Regions from separate parts of the Bicyclus anynana genome. Here region 2 is linked to region 1. The links are chromatin contacts, called in public Hi-C maps. All regions are on one chromosome and are shown on one strand. The core of a region is the stretch at or near the end of the contact, and the rest is flanking DNA. Distances in the headings are between cores, read along the strand shown.

Region 1 (6,046 bases), core at 2,528-5,027:
TGCCATGTGATAAACGCGCCAATATGCGTAGGCGCTGTATCATTGTTCTATGCAATATAACTCTATGCCGTAGACGACATACAAGCAAGTAGATTTGGCCTAGGCCGCCTAGATGAACACGTCACCCACAATTCAACTCGAATGGTTTTCCTTTATAGAGAGTATGCATTAATGATTTATTTAAATATTCATGGCAGATAATTGCCATATATGTCATTTTGCATACATTATTAACTACTACCGCCATACATTTTCCTCTATAAGTTATCAACGATTTCCAAACGCGAATTATGTATGTTTTTTCCTGATCATTACAATTTAAGTGTCATTAATACGAGGTAGTACGAGGCAGGAGGATTAGGCATGTTCGGCAAATTCATGAGATAAAGGACTGTCAGAAAAACGGACAAAAAAGTGATACTATTAGGGTTCCTTGCCTTTTTGTTGTAAGGAACCCTAAAAATATATAAACATAATAATCTTTAAAATTAAAACGTAAATAATTATGAGGTTACAGGAAAATGCTCACTCAGGGTCAGATACGCAGCGCCAGTGCTTAGTAACGTTGGGGTTATTAGTGACCTCAGATGCACGAATACAGAGAATTTTATATTTTTCGAGAAATCAAACACATGAGTCTGTAAGTTTTAATTTTTAAAAACTATTATTTGACATTAATGACAAAAAATCGCCTCAATATAAATAGTATGTAACCTTACAAAATAAATTACGTTAACAAACATTACATTTTTGTCATTCTGCCCCATGAAAACACAATATTAAGATAAGATAAGATAAATATACTTTATTTGCACACCACAAAGACAAAAACAAGTGAAATAAAAAACAAATTAGGAAGAGATCAGCATACAAAAGGCGGCCTTATCGCTAAGTAGCGATTTCTTCCAGGCAACCTTCGGTTTAGGAAAACTTAAGGACATCAGCAGGTGGCGTAAAACAAAAATAACCATAGTATTAGTAATACACATACATACAAATAATTTACATCCTAATACATAAACAATATTACACAAATACCTACAATATTGAATAAAATACATATCAAAATATACTAATAAATACCTTATATTGAAAAGAAATAATATATACAGATCGACTTTACTGCACCAGATAATGAGACTTTACGGCATTTTTAAAAATGTCCAGTGTCTTTGATATTCATGAATATTAAGGCATATTTCTAACTAAATACATACACAAACATTCACCCGCGTAGTTTTCATTTCCGTGGTAATAAAGGGGATAAAATTAATACAACCTCGGTATTTTTATAGCTTTCTATTGATGAACTAATTCTCGAAATCGATTTATTAGACCCAGAAATTATAGAACCTCACAAATTCACTAACGTTACCTCTTTATAATATTAGTACAGATTAGACATGCTCGTAGAAACTCGTAGTGCTAAGTGGACTAAAACTTGTTTTACACGAAACGTGTAAAAGAGATTTTTTTGTAGAAAAGTTTGAACTGTTTGTTTGTTATGCGTCCATTCCAGTAATCTATGTTGAAGTAGGTATCTCGTGTAATGATATGTTTACCGCGGGTTTGCGCGAAGCGTCCGGACTGTTTGTCTGCATAAACATCTCGGCAGGTTCAAGAGCTCGCTATTTCTAGTAGTTGCGCTCCCGTGCTACGTGTAGATACGCTGTTTTAGTCAGGGTTGCCTAGCTTTAGTTATTTGTTTGATGGGGTTGAAATCACGTGTTAGAGTGGTTTACTGTGGGTTTGTGCAGAGTTCAGACTACTTATCTGCATAAACAAATCACGATATGTTCAAAAGCTCGCTCTTCTAGCCGATACGCTCCCGTGCAGATTCGGCGTTTTAGTTAGGATTGCCTAGCTGTTAGTTACTATGGTTTGATGTGGTTACATAGTTTCTTGTAATAAATGTAAGTTTGCAAGTTCGCGCCAAGCGAACGGACTGTTTGTCTGCGTGTTTTTTAATTTTGATGCAAGTTCAAGAACTCGCTATTTCTAGTAGATATGCTCCCGTGCTGCGTGTAGATACGCTGTTTTAGTCAGGGTTGCTCGACTGATGGGATTGTAATCATAGATCTTCCACCTTCTCCATCTTTCTACTCATGGGAGACAAATTTATATATTCTATAAAGGACTAGTGTTGCCAGGCGTCCGGATAAAGCCGGACATAGTTAGGCTTTTCTATTCCGTACCCGGCCAAAATAAATGGTGTCCGGTTGTTCGGTTTTTGTTAGGCACATTTAGCAAACGAGCTAACGACGAGTGTGTGTGGGAACAAAATTAACGGTAATAATCATGAATGCTTGATTTTACATAAAAAAATTGACGTACTTATTAATACTGATGTACACAAATCCTCAATAACGTAGATTGTCTGGCCTTTTTACCCAAATGTCATCTGAAACTGACTGGACTGTTTGGATTTTAATTTCGGCAATCTGACAACCCTACCTAGGACAAATAGTCCAGTTAAGTAGGTTTAATTTCGTGAAAGGGGTGAAGCGCCGAGTCTCGTTCGGCTAAGCAGCATTCGGGAAACTCCGCGACATTTTTTCTTTTTCAAAAATCCCATAGTGGCTGTAGACATAAGTCTTCGAACAGTGTGTGTTTCCATGTGATGACTCGGTTCCGAAACTTTGTCGCTAACTGTAAACCTCATAAAAAGGCTCAAAGTCACTCGGCGTGCGATGGAGCGAATTGTGCCCGGAGTAGGTATCTCTGTGTGATCGAATAATGAATGAGGTGATCCACAGAACGAATTGCAAAGCTGAAGTGGCAATAAACAGGGCATATAGCTCGTTTAGTCGAAAAACGTTGGGTCTCCCACCTAGTACCAGAAAGAGCAGTGTTGGTCGACCCTCCACTAGGTGGACCCAGGATATAAACCGGGTTGAAGGGAGCCGCTGGATGCTGACGGCTCGAGACCGATGTTCTTGGAAGTCCATGCAAGAGGCTTATATCCAGCAGTGGACGTCTATCGGCTGATAATGATGTTGATGAATGAAAGTTAGTTGAGCCGAAGATCGTTGAGGTCCCTTGGTGCTGGGATGGCCACAGAAATCGCAGTGTTGTTCGACCCCCCACTAGGTGGACCCACAATATCAAGCAGGTTACAGTGTCTCAAAGGCCTTTGTTCAGCAGTGGACGTCCATTTGCTGATAATGACGATGATTACAGATCTATCATTAATGTATTTAACGCAGCAACACCAATTACCATTATTACTTTGTCCTTCTGCATTTGAATTATTCGAGTCAATTGTGAATCGTATGATTAAGTAATCGCTTTCCAACTTACGAGTACAACCCACCAACACTTATCACAAAGTGAAATCGCCGCAGTGACTCAAGTTGGGCTCTTTTCCCCATCGGTCCCGTTGAAATTGTAATAAAATTAAACCACCCGCGCCATATTGTTTAACCGGCATGGAATTTGGCCAACATACGTGCTTTTCGCCATATGTTGACCCTGACAATAAACTTCAACACGCAAAACGGAAAAGCTTAAAAATAATTCTCACACACATTAAAAAGCAACTTTATTTCCTTTAACATACAGTTGAAAATATAATTGAAGCGCCTAGCTTGTAGAGTTATACTAAGTCATCATTTAAAAATCGACTTTACTGTAATCGATATAGCGTTCAAAGTGATTCAATTTGCAAGTGTGGTTGTAACCATACGGTGATTAAACTTCAACTAGTATCCTCAATATTCATCTCCCGCTCTGTTGTTTGTTATGTTTTATTGCCGTCCCGTTCTAGCACATCATTCAATTTTAAGTGCACAGGTGCACGTAAACGTGGTCTCTTTCCCTCTTGTTTATATCTGACGCTTTTGGGTCAGTCTCGCTTCGAGCTTTATGCGCGACGCGTGTGTTTTGGATGGCGTGATATTTTTTTATGTTTTCATAAAAAGTTGATTTTTGTGTGCGTCTGTGTTCTGTTGTTTTTTTTCGTGTGAATAAGTGAAGTGTGTGTGTGTTTTGTGTGATGCTCTTGGCAGTTACGTTTTTGGATGTCCTTTACTCCTTTTGTTCTACGAAAACGGTTTGTTCATGGAATTCGTTTAAAGGCTTGCCTTATGTGCAATGCCGCTATTTTCCTCGATATAATAATTTATACTACATATTTAAGGATTTTCATTTTTAATATAATTTTTTTGGTGGCGTTATTCAGTTGTTATCAATCGATTATGTTGGTTAAGTTACGGTTATTAAATCTGTAACTACTTATATTGGCATCACGAAAGCTGAATTACCCTCAAACATTGTTAACAATACAAACATTTACATATATAGTCTCCAAAGTTTATTGATTGATAAAAGTAATGGAAATTATGATAAATAATAATCATACACAACTATAGCTATAAAAATAGTGCCGTAGTTGAATTTTAAAACAATATGAACAATCATCAGAATAAGTACCTGGCTTATTTATGTGGGACATCTTCATAGTTATTATACACAGACAAGATAGTTCTCTTTTGGAAAAATGATAGGTTCACTCTTATGTTAAGAAATATATCTAACTGTCGCTATTACTCCATTTACGTAAAAAAGTACACGTATTGAAAAATTCAATAGGTAGGTACCTACATAAGTTTTTTTTTTCAAATGCATATGAATTACACAACAATCGTGGAATTCTGTGAGTTCAAATAATATAAAATTTTATCAACACGATTGCTGCTTTGACTGGTGATAGCTGGCTGGTTCATTTTTAACGCAAAGGATCAGCCTGGCTGCCCAGCGCGGAAATGCAGCCAGTATTCTCGTCATCATTCCACGTGGGTATGATTTGTATAGGTATTAAGATAAAGTGTCCTATTGTATTCTTTCTCAATCTCAAATCAGATACGATCATTTGTCACAAGTTATTCAACCTGACTCAGATTTTAGGTTTCATATTTTATCTTAGTTTGTGACAGCTTAAGCAGGTAGATGGACCAAAGTTGTTATGCGAGTATACAAAAAGATTTTTTTTGTGCTTAGTTTTACAAGCCGTATGCTAAAACACGATTGTCTAATATCCTTTTTTCTGACAACCTTCATCATGTTTAGTGAGTAGGTACAACAAAGCTTTTAGAGTTAGTTTGCAAGTAAACAAAACGGTAGTTTCCGTTGGTCTGTCAAATTTAAATGGAGTTGCCAATCAATACAGACACAGACGTCCATACAAATTGACACATGAGTGCTCACGACTGTATTGAATCTTAACATTTGTTTATTTATTTTAGTCTGATCTCGTAACAACAAAATGAGTGCATATATTACGAGTATGTATGACTATTACCGTGCCGACTATGAGCCGTGATAGCCCAGTGGATATGACCTCTGCCTCCGATTCCGGAGGGTGTGGGTTCGAGTTCGGTCCGGGGCATGCACCTCCAACTTTTCAGTTGTGTGCATTTTAAGAAATTAAATATCAATTGTCTCAAACGGTGAAGGAAAAACATCGTGATACCAAAGAATTTTCTTAATTCTCTGCGTGTGTGAAATCTGCCAATTCCGCATTGGGCCAGCGTGGTGGACTATTGGCCTTACCCCTCTCATTCTGAGAGGAGACTCGAGCTCAGCAGTGAGCCGAATATGGGTTGATAATGATGATGATGATGACTATTACTGGGAAAATTGGTTTTAGATTCGTCGAACAAAAGGATAAAATTGTATATTTTCAAAATCTTATCCAAATTCAAACATTTAAAGAAGTGCAGTTTTAACTGAACAGTCTATTCTTTTTCTCTTTCTACAAGTTAGCCCTTGACCATAATGTCATCTGATGGTAAGTCATGTTGCATCTAAGATGAAAACGGGCTGATTTGTTAGAAGTACTTAGGATGAAAATCTTTTCCACACGACACTCGTACCGGAACGTTAAATCGCTTGGCGGTACGTCTTTGTCGGTAGGGTGGTAACTAGCCACCCATCAGCCAAAATAGTACGTGTGTAGTGTTCGTCAGTCTTAATTGTACAGTTTTCTCTAATGATTTTGATTGAAATTTTGGTTAGTAGAAAAGTTCCCACAGCATTTTTGAAAGAC
Region 2 (6,151 bases), core at 2,258-4,757, 47 kb after region 1:
TTCAGCTTATGCTACCGTACGATTTTACCATCGCACTGCAAGATACCGGGTAGGTTTAGATCCCTATGTCATTGACTTCCCTAGAACTCGTACGAAACGATTTCCTTCTTCGTTTCTTATACGCATGGCTATATAGATAGAGAAATTATTTGAATATTATACACACAACAAATCCCCTAGGTTTAATGATAAAGTCGGCAAACCTACGGCTGCATGACCCGGATTAATCAACCCAAATACTTCAGCAGAAATTATGTTTTATTTACACCGCAAGATCAATGGATCTGTTCGAGCCAATAGGCGCATTCCCTGAATACAAGATGATTAGCAGAAACGCGCCGTATCCAAACATCACACCGACACGACTCTGAGAATTGGCTGGGATGTTCCTTACTACTTGGCGCCGATTAGACGATATTTATATTGTACTTCACACCAACGCTTCTGGCACTAGGGTCTGAAACACCTCAGTACTCCTCACAAGCTCACCAGCTTGCATTGCAGCAGTGTGCTGTGTCTAAGCTCTAAATACCCATCATTAGTAGAGGCATCACCCTGTATTTGCCCTTTGACAAGTTGATAATGATAATAGAACTGGACTCTGTGATGGACAGACATTCAGCGAAGTTACCGTTCCCTTGGGAATACTGGGATAAATGTATATTGCCTATAGCACTCGCAAATAACGTGGTAAAAAAAATTCATTTAGTAGATCCAGAGATTTCCCTCTACAATACCGCGAACTTTACCTCTTTATAATATTGGTATAGATACGCATAGAGAAGTAAAGAATGCATTCCGATCCTGGCTTACAGGACATTGCTGCATCGTATTGCTCTCAGCGAACGGACGTGTTTAGCGGAGTGAGATCATCGACGTATCCACTCAATTATACACATTATATGTTATATACTACACTATTTGCAGTGGCGGATTTAAAGTGTTTTTCAGATAGCATGGGTACTGTGATAGTTGCCTTATGACGTTCATAATACCTACGTACTATTATCGTGAATCACAGCAAACTTGAAGGAGTGAAACGAACTGTCACCGTACCCATGCTATCTGAAAAACACTGTACCAGCATGCCAAATAGACTGGAGCCTAGGACGGTGGATTTTAGGGACGGCAAAATTAGGCCAAAAATTTTCGTCTTATATAAATATACTTAACATGTAGGTATTATGTATCTAATTATAACCTATAGCAAATTCGTGAATCCGCCACTGATAATATGCGCCGATACATTAGCGCGATAACACGTGGACACTACTGAACAACTAGTGTATTATTGTGTTTAATTATGTGTGTGTTATCCCATCAAACAGCTGTAAATGTGCTCTATAACAACACAACGATGTGAGTTGATTCGGATAGTGCTCTGAAACTGTATTTTGATTTATGGAATTGTATTTTGATTTATGGAATGGTTTTATCTTAGACCAGACAGACGGATCTTGCAACATTATAGTCAATGTACGTAAGACGCGTATTGAGCAGTTTGGTTACTGTTTCCTCATAAAAACTTACCCTTGGTCGAATAATAAAGACACGATGGTGATAGATTTGTTTTGGATAGCACTCTGGAACTATATTTTGATTTATGGAATTGTATTATCGTATGCCAGACAGACAGCCGATGAACCTATAGCTTGGCAACTTCGTTCGTAACACTCCGGATGGTCTGCGCGGGCCGAGGGGCGTGTAGCGATGAATGAGCATATTGAGCAGTTTGGTTTCTCTTTCTTCAAACAAAGCGTCTAATAAATAACAAGTATCCAGAATCTGGAATGTTTTTTGAGCTCCAATTTTAGTAACCACTACTCGTAACCAAATTCCACCATATTTTATATTACAATCTACATAATCGCTTATTATACACCTAGATTTTGTGAAAAAGTTTAATGAAATTTTTCAAAACTACGTAAATAAATTTCGTACGAAGTAAATTTCCATGGCGCAGGATCGATTTCCGTACTCTGATTTTACGAGTTATTATTAAAAAACATCGTCAGATACAATTCTTTGTTACATAAGCGTGTCTAAACGTATAATTTGTAAATAACAAAATAATTCTAATGGGTTTTTCCTGCTGAATTGATAAAAACATCATTTAGTAATCGATATAATTTACTCGCGGGTATTTGAGGTTTTATATTGTTTTATTAACAAAAAAATCTCTTCTTTCAACAGGAGATTCAAGAAGAGAAGGATCAACAGACGAGCCTTCGGCCCCAGACGTGGACGTTGACACTAGCGACACCACGGTAAAGGAACCCGAAAAGGAAACCAAGTAAGTTCCAGAGATTAGCGATAGATGGCATTAGATGTGTAAAGTCGTGTGGTGTGTTTCTGAAACACGGCGTAGTATTGCTATTGCACGCTAGGTGGCGCTGTTACAAAATTTAATATTTTGTTTTCAATTTCATAAAATCATCATTATGATTGCTAATGACTCTCGGTCGTTAATAATGATTTAGATATCGTTTGCTAATTACAAATGGTAGACGGAGAGCCAGCGACAGCCAGACCTTCGTCATTTTATAAAAGCTGAAACCATAGGTAGTACGCTATCCAATTATGGAGTTTGGACCGTGGTGGCTTTGGAAGTTAGCAGATTTCAAGGATCCAGAGCCTCAACTGTATGAGTATAAAGTGTAGTTCATCCCCAGTTAATTAGCTTCGCGTCAACCCTTCGAAATACACCATTTTAAGATAAAACTTTAAGGATCTCTAACGAAGGGTTGGTATGAAGCTAGGTGTCAGGTGAATGGGGATATAATTTCTCATATGTAGAGGAAAACATGAAAAAATACATTTATCATAGACGATTGAGGATCTGTATCCCTGAAACCTGCTACCTCCGAAATTTACCACGGTCCAAACTCCATAATTGACTACCGCACTTACATATGGCAGGAGCATGAGCTGACAAACTTTCAGTTTTTATAAAATGACGAAGGTCTGGGGTTCACGGGCTCATAGACAATAGTGTTTGAACTTCATTTATGCGAGTATATTGATCAAGAACTCACAACCAGAGTGATTGTTGTTTATTGTTTTTAAAGAAGATGAAGATAGTTGTCAGTGTAAGTCTTTTTTTTGCTTAGACAGCACACGCAAAATGTCTGAATGTCCTGAGTTGCCAGAGTAAATTATTTTTTTTTACCTATATTTTTAACCGACTTCAAAAAAGAGGAAGTTCTCTTTTTTTAATGTTTGTTACCTCATAACTTCGTCATTTATTAACCAATTTTGAAAATTCTTTTTTGTTTGAAAGAGTTATACATCCAGATTGGACCTATTTCATTTTCATGAAAATCGATTTAGTAATTTTGTGTTAAAATCAAAATACTTGAAATACGTCAAATATATTAAGTGCTTGTTTAAATTCTACTCTAAATAACATAAAGCTGCTCGTCCACCAGCTGGAAAGGCGCGAGCACCGGCGCGCGGGGCGTTAATCGCGCGGAGAGCTGCCGCGAGCGCGACGCGCCCAGGCGCGGCAAGCACCGCAACGCGTCCGACCCCAACCGCCTCACCGCGCACCACAACCAGTGAGTACCACTCGTATTGTTGTAGTCGTCATCATCATTGTCACTTGCCAGCCGATGGACGTTCACTACAGGTCATATTCCACTTGTAAAAAAGTCGACTCTCGCGCTAGTGAAGCCGTCCAAGTCATTATCATGAACATCTGATAGTTTCTGAGAACAATTACCGATTATTCGACTCGAGACCATTTTATTTGGAAGTCCATGCAAATGTGGATTACTACAGTAGTGGTCGTCCACCGGCTGTTAATGATGATGATTGATGTTTAAGTTCTGCCTCTCATTGGGCTATGTTGGTGACTTTATTTCGTCTGTATACAATCTCTATCACGTAGAGATACTCCAAGCTCTCTCCATGGCCTTAATTTTTTTAGTGTACCGAATGAACACATGGCCCGCCATTTTGTATGTGTTTTTGTCTACTTTCATCATAAAACCCAAATTATGAGTTAATTTTTTTTTATTCTCTACAAGTTAGCCGTTGACTCTTCCCTAAGTGATGATGCTATCTAAGATAGAAGCGGGATAAATTGTTAGGAGTAGGATGAAATCCTCACAGAATTAAAAATTGTTACATTATGAAACGGTTGCATTATAACAGTTATTAAAACTCTGTACATTTTATATAAGGTAGTAACATAAGGAACTTCGTCATCAACCCATATTCGGCTCACTGCTGAGCTCGAGTCTCCTCTCAGAATGAGAGGGGTAAGGCCAATAGTTCACCACGCTGGCCCAATGCGGATTGGCAGACTTCACACACGCAGAGAATTAAGATAATTCTCTGGTATGCAGGTTTCCTCACGATGTTTTTCCTTCACCGATTGAGATACGTGATATTTAATTTCTTAAAATGCACACAACTGAAAAGTTGGAGGTGCATGCCCCGGACCGGATTCGAAATCACACCCTCCGGAATCGGAGGCAGAGGTCACATCCACTGGGTTATCACGGCTCATAACGTAAGGAACTTACTGTTTCAAAATAGACCGCAGCTTACAATTCCTTACATTCCTTACACAGAAATAGAAGCAGTATGGCCGCGGCTTTAGACATTTTCTCCTGTTTAGACCTAGACTTTAAAACGACTTAACTAGAACTACGAAAAACTTAATTTATCTCCTATTTCTGAGTGCTTTAAGTATAAAATTGCTTAAATTCAGTTACATTAGCCAATTATTGTTTTAAAAGCACTGAAAAAACCCATTTGTGCTTTTTAACTCTCTTTTTGTGCGAATTAAGAGAATTCAGTATCTTGACAATAATGGTAAACGAATGTGTGACTTATCTAAAATAATATAGAGTAGGTATTGAATTTTTTTGTTATATACCATGTTTCATATGGTGGTGATTATCACCACCATTTATGAGACACGGCCGGCCTCAATGGTAACTAGACGCAACCGAAGCCTAAATAAAATTCATTCATAGTGATAATAAATTGGAGACAGTAGACTATATATATTGTTCTTATTTTATGGTACGATGAATAAATGAGAAATCAAGCAGTGCAAATTCAGAATAACAAATCCCCAAATAGTTCTCACACAACCGAAAATCGAAGCCCGTCACAAAACGTACGCTATTAAAAATTCCCAAAACTTTCTGCTATATTCTCCAAACAAATTTGAAATCTCCGAATGTAAGTCATAACATTAAGAAAATTATGATAATGTAAAAAAACTCCAACGATAATCAAATGTTAAATACTCCACTAATATTAGTGGGTTTATTCGTTCTATGGCATAAGTGCTATAATATCCCATTCGCATTTCACTTCACTTCACTTGCATCGTAAAGGACAAGAGTTTCACGCCGTTTTCAGTTTTCAGTGATTTTGGATTCAGTCGCGATTCGACCGTGAACGTGAGCGGACGTTTTTCGCCCATTTTTTTAAAGAAAAGAATAGTTATTTAATATTAATACTGTTCTCGGTACAGTGTTTACTTTTATCTTGTGTGTTTGTCTTTAGTATTTGAAGTGTTTTTGTTAGTGTCAGTTTATTTGGTATAGTTTTTTGTGATATTTTGTGACAACGACCGTTTAAATACTGTCCTGCTCGAAAGTAGGTACTTCGCGTAATCCCGGGATTTCGTGTGAAATATTGCTTTCGCTGCAGGGTTGTGAATGTGTATAGTTATCTTTAGGACAATAATTAGAGAGTATTTGGGTTCGATTTCCGGATAAGTTCGTTTAAGAAAACGTTTCGAATTGCTACAGGGGTTTAATTTGGATAAGCGTTTTGGAACGGAATTCAGTTTATCGTTTTGGTAATCTGTAGCTGCTATTGCAAGAGAGTGTATTTGAATGCACGAATGCGTGCACAAGGTTTTTAAGTAAGGCATGCTTTAGGTAGGTACAAATTGTACAAAATTAGAAATTCCTCCTTCAATACAGGTACATAATGAATTGTCAGGGTATGCATTGTGTTTATGCATCTATGACGTGCACGCCACTGTTTTAAAATAATAAAATTACTAAATATTTAATCGAAGCTATAAAAAAGCCACCGTCTTTTCTGACTTTCTGTTCGTCTGTCTGGGACGTGCTTGTCTCCGAAACTAATCATTGTATGCTATATACTTTGTTTATTATTA

What was found. Hi-C and Micro-C count contacts between places; a contact is called where the count stands out from the background.
Region 2: a contact with region 1 is called in a Hi-C map of whole larva, with 2.7 times the contacts expected there. The contact joins two enhancer-like sites. A contact is called at or near these places in 2 of 2 Hi-C or Micro-C datasets (whole body and whole larva).

What each region holds. Positions count from the first base shown.
Region 1 is chr18:8,759,779-8,765,824 of ilBicAnyn1.1, forward strand. All of the region lies in intron 20 of LOC112052842 (rho guanine nucleotide exchange factor 11), which reads left to right. Among protein-coding and RNA genes, the nearest start is that of LOC112052845, 65 kb to the right of the region's middle. Within about 2 kb of position 3,778, at least 8 of the 8 cell types and tissues checked have open chromatin away from gene starts, as enhancers often do.
Region 2 is chr18:8,806,819-8,812,969 of ilBicAnyn1.1, forward strand. It overlaps LOC112052842 (rho guanine nucleotide exchange factor 11), which reads left to right. Exons shown (of 39, transcript XM_052886750.1): 21 at 2,194-2,293; 22 at 3,429-3,557. Among protein-coding and RNA genes, the nearest start is that of LOC112052845, 18 kb to the right of the region's middle. Within about 2 kb of position 3,508, at least 7 of the 8 cell types and tissues checked have open chromatin away from gene starts, as enhancers often do.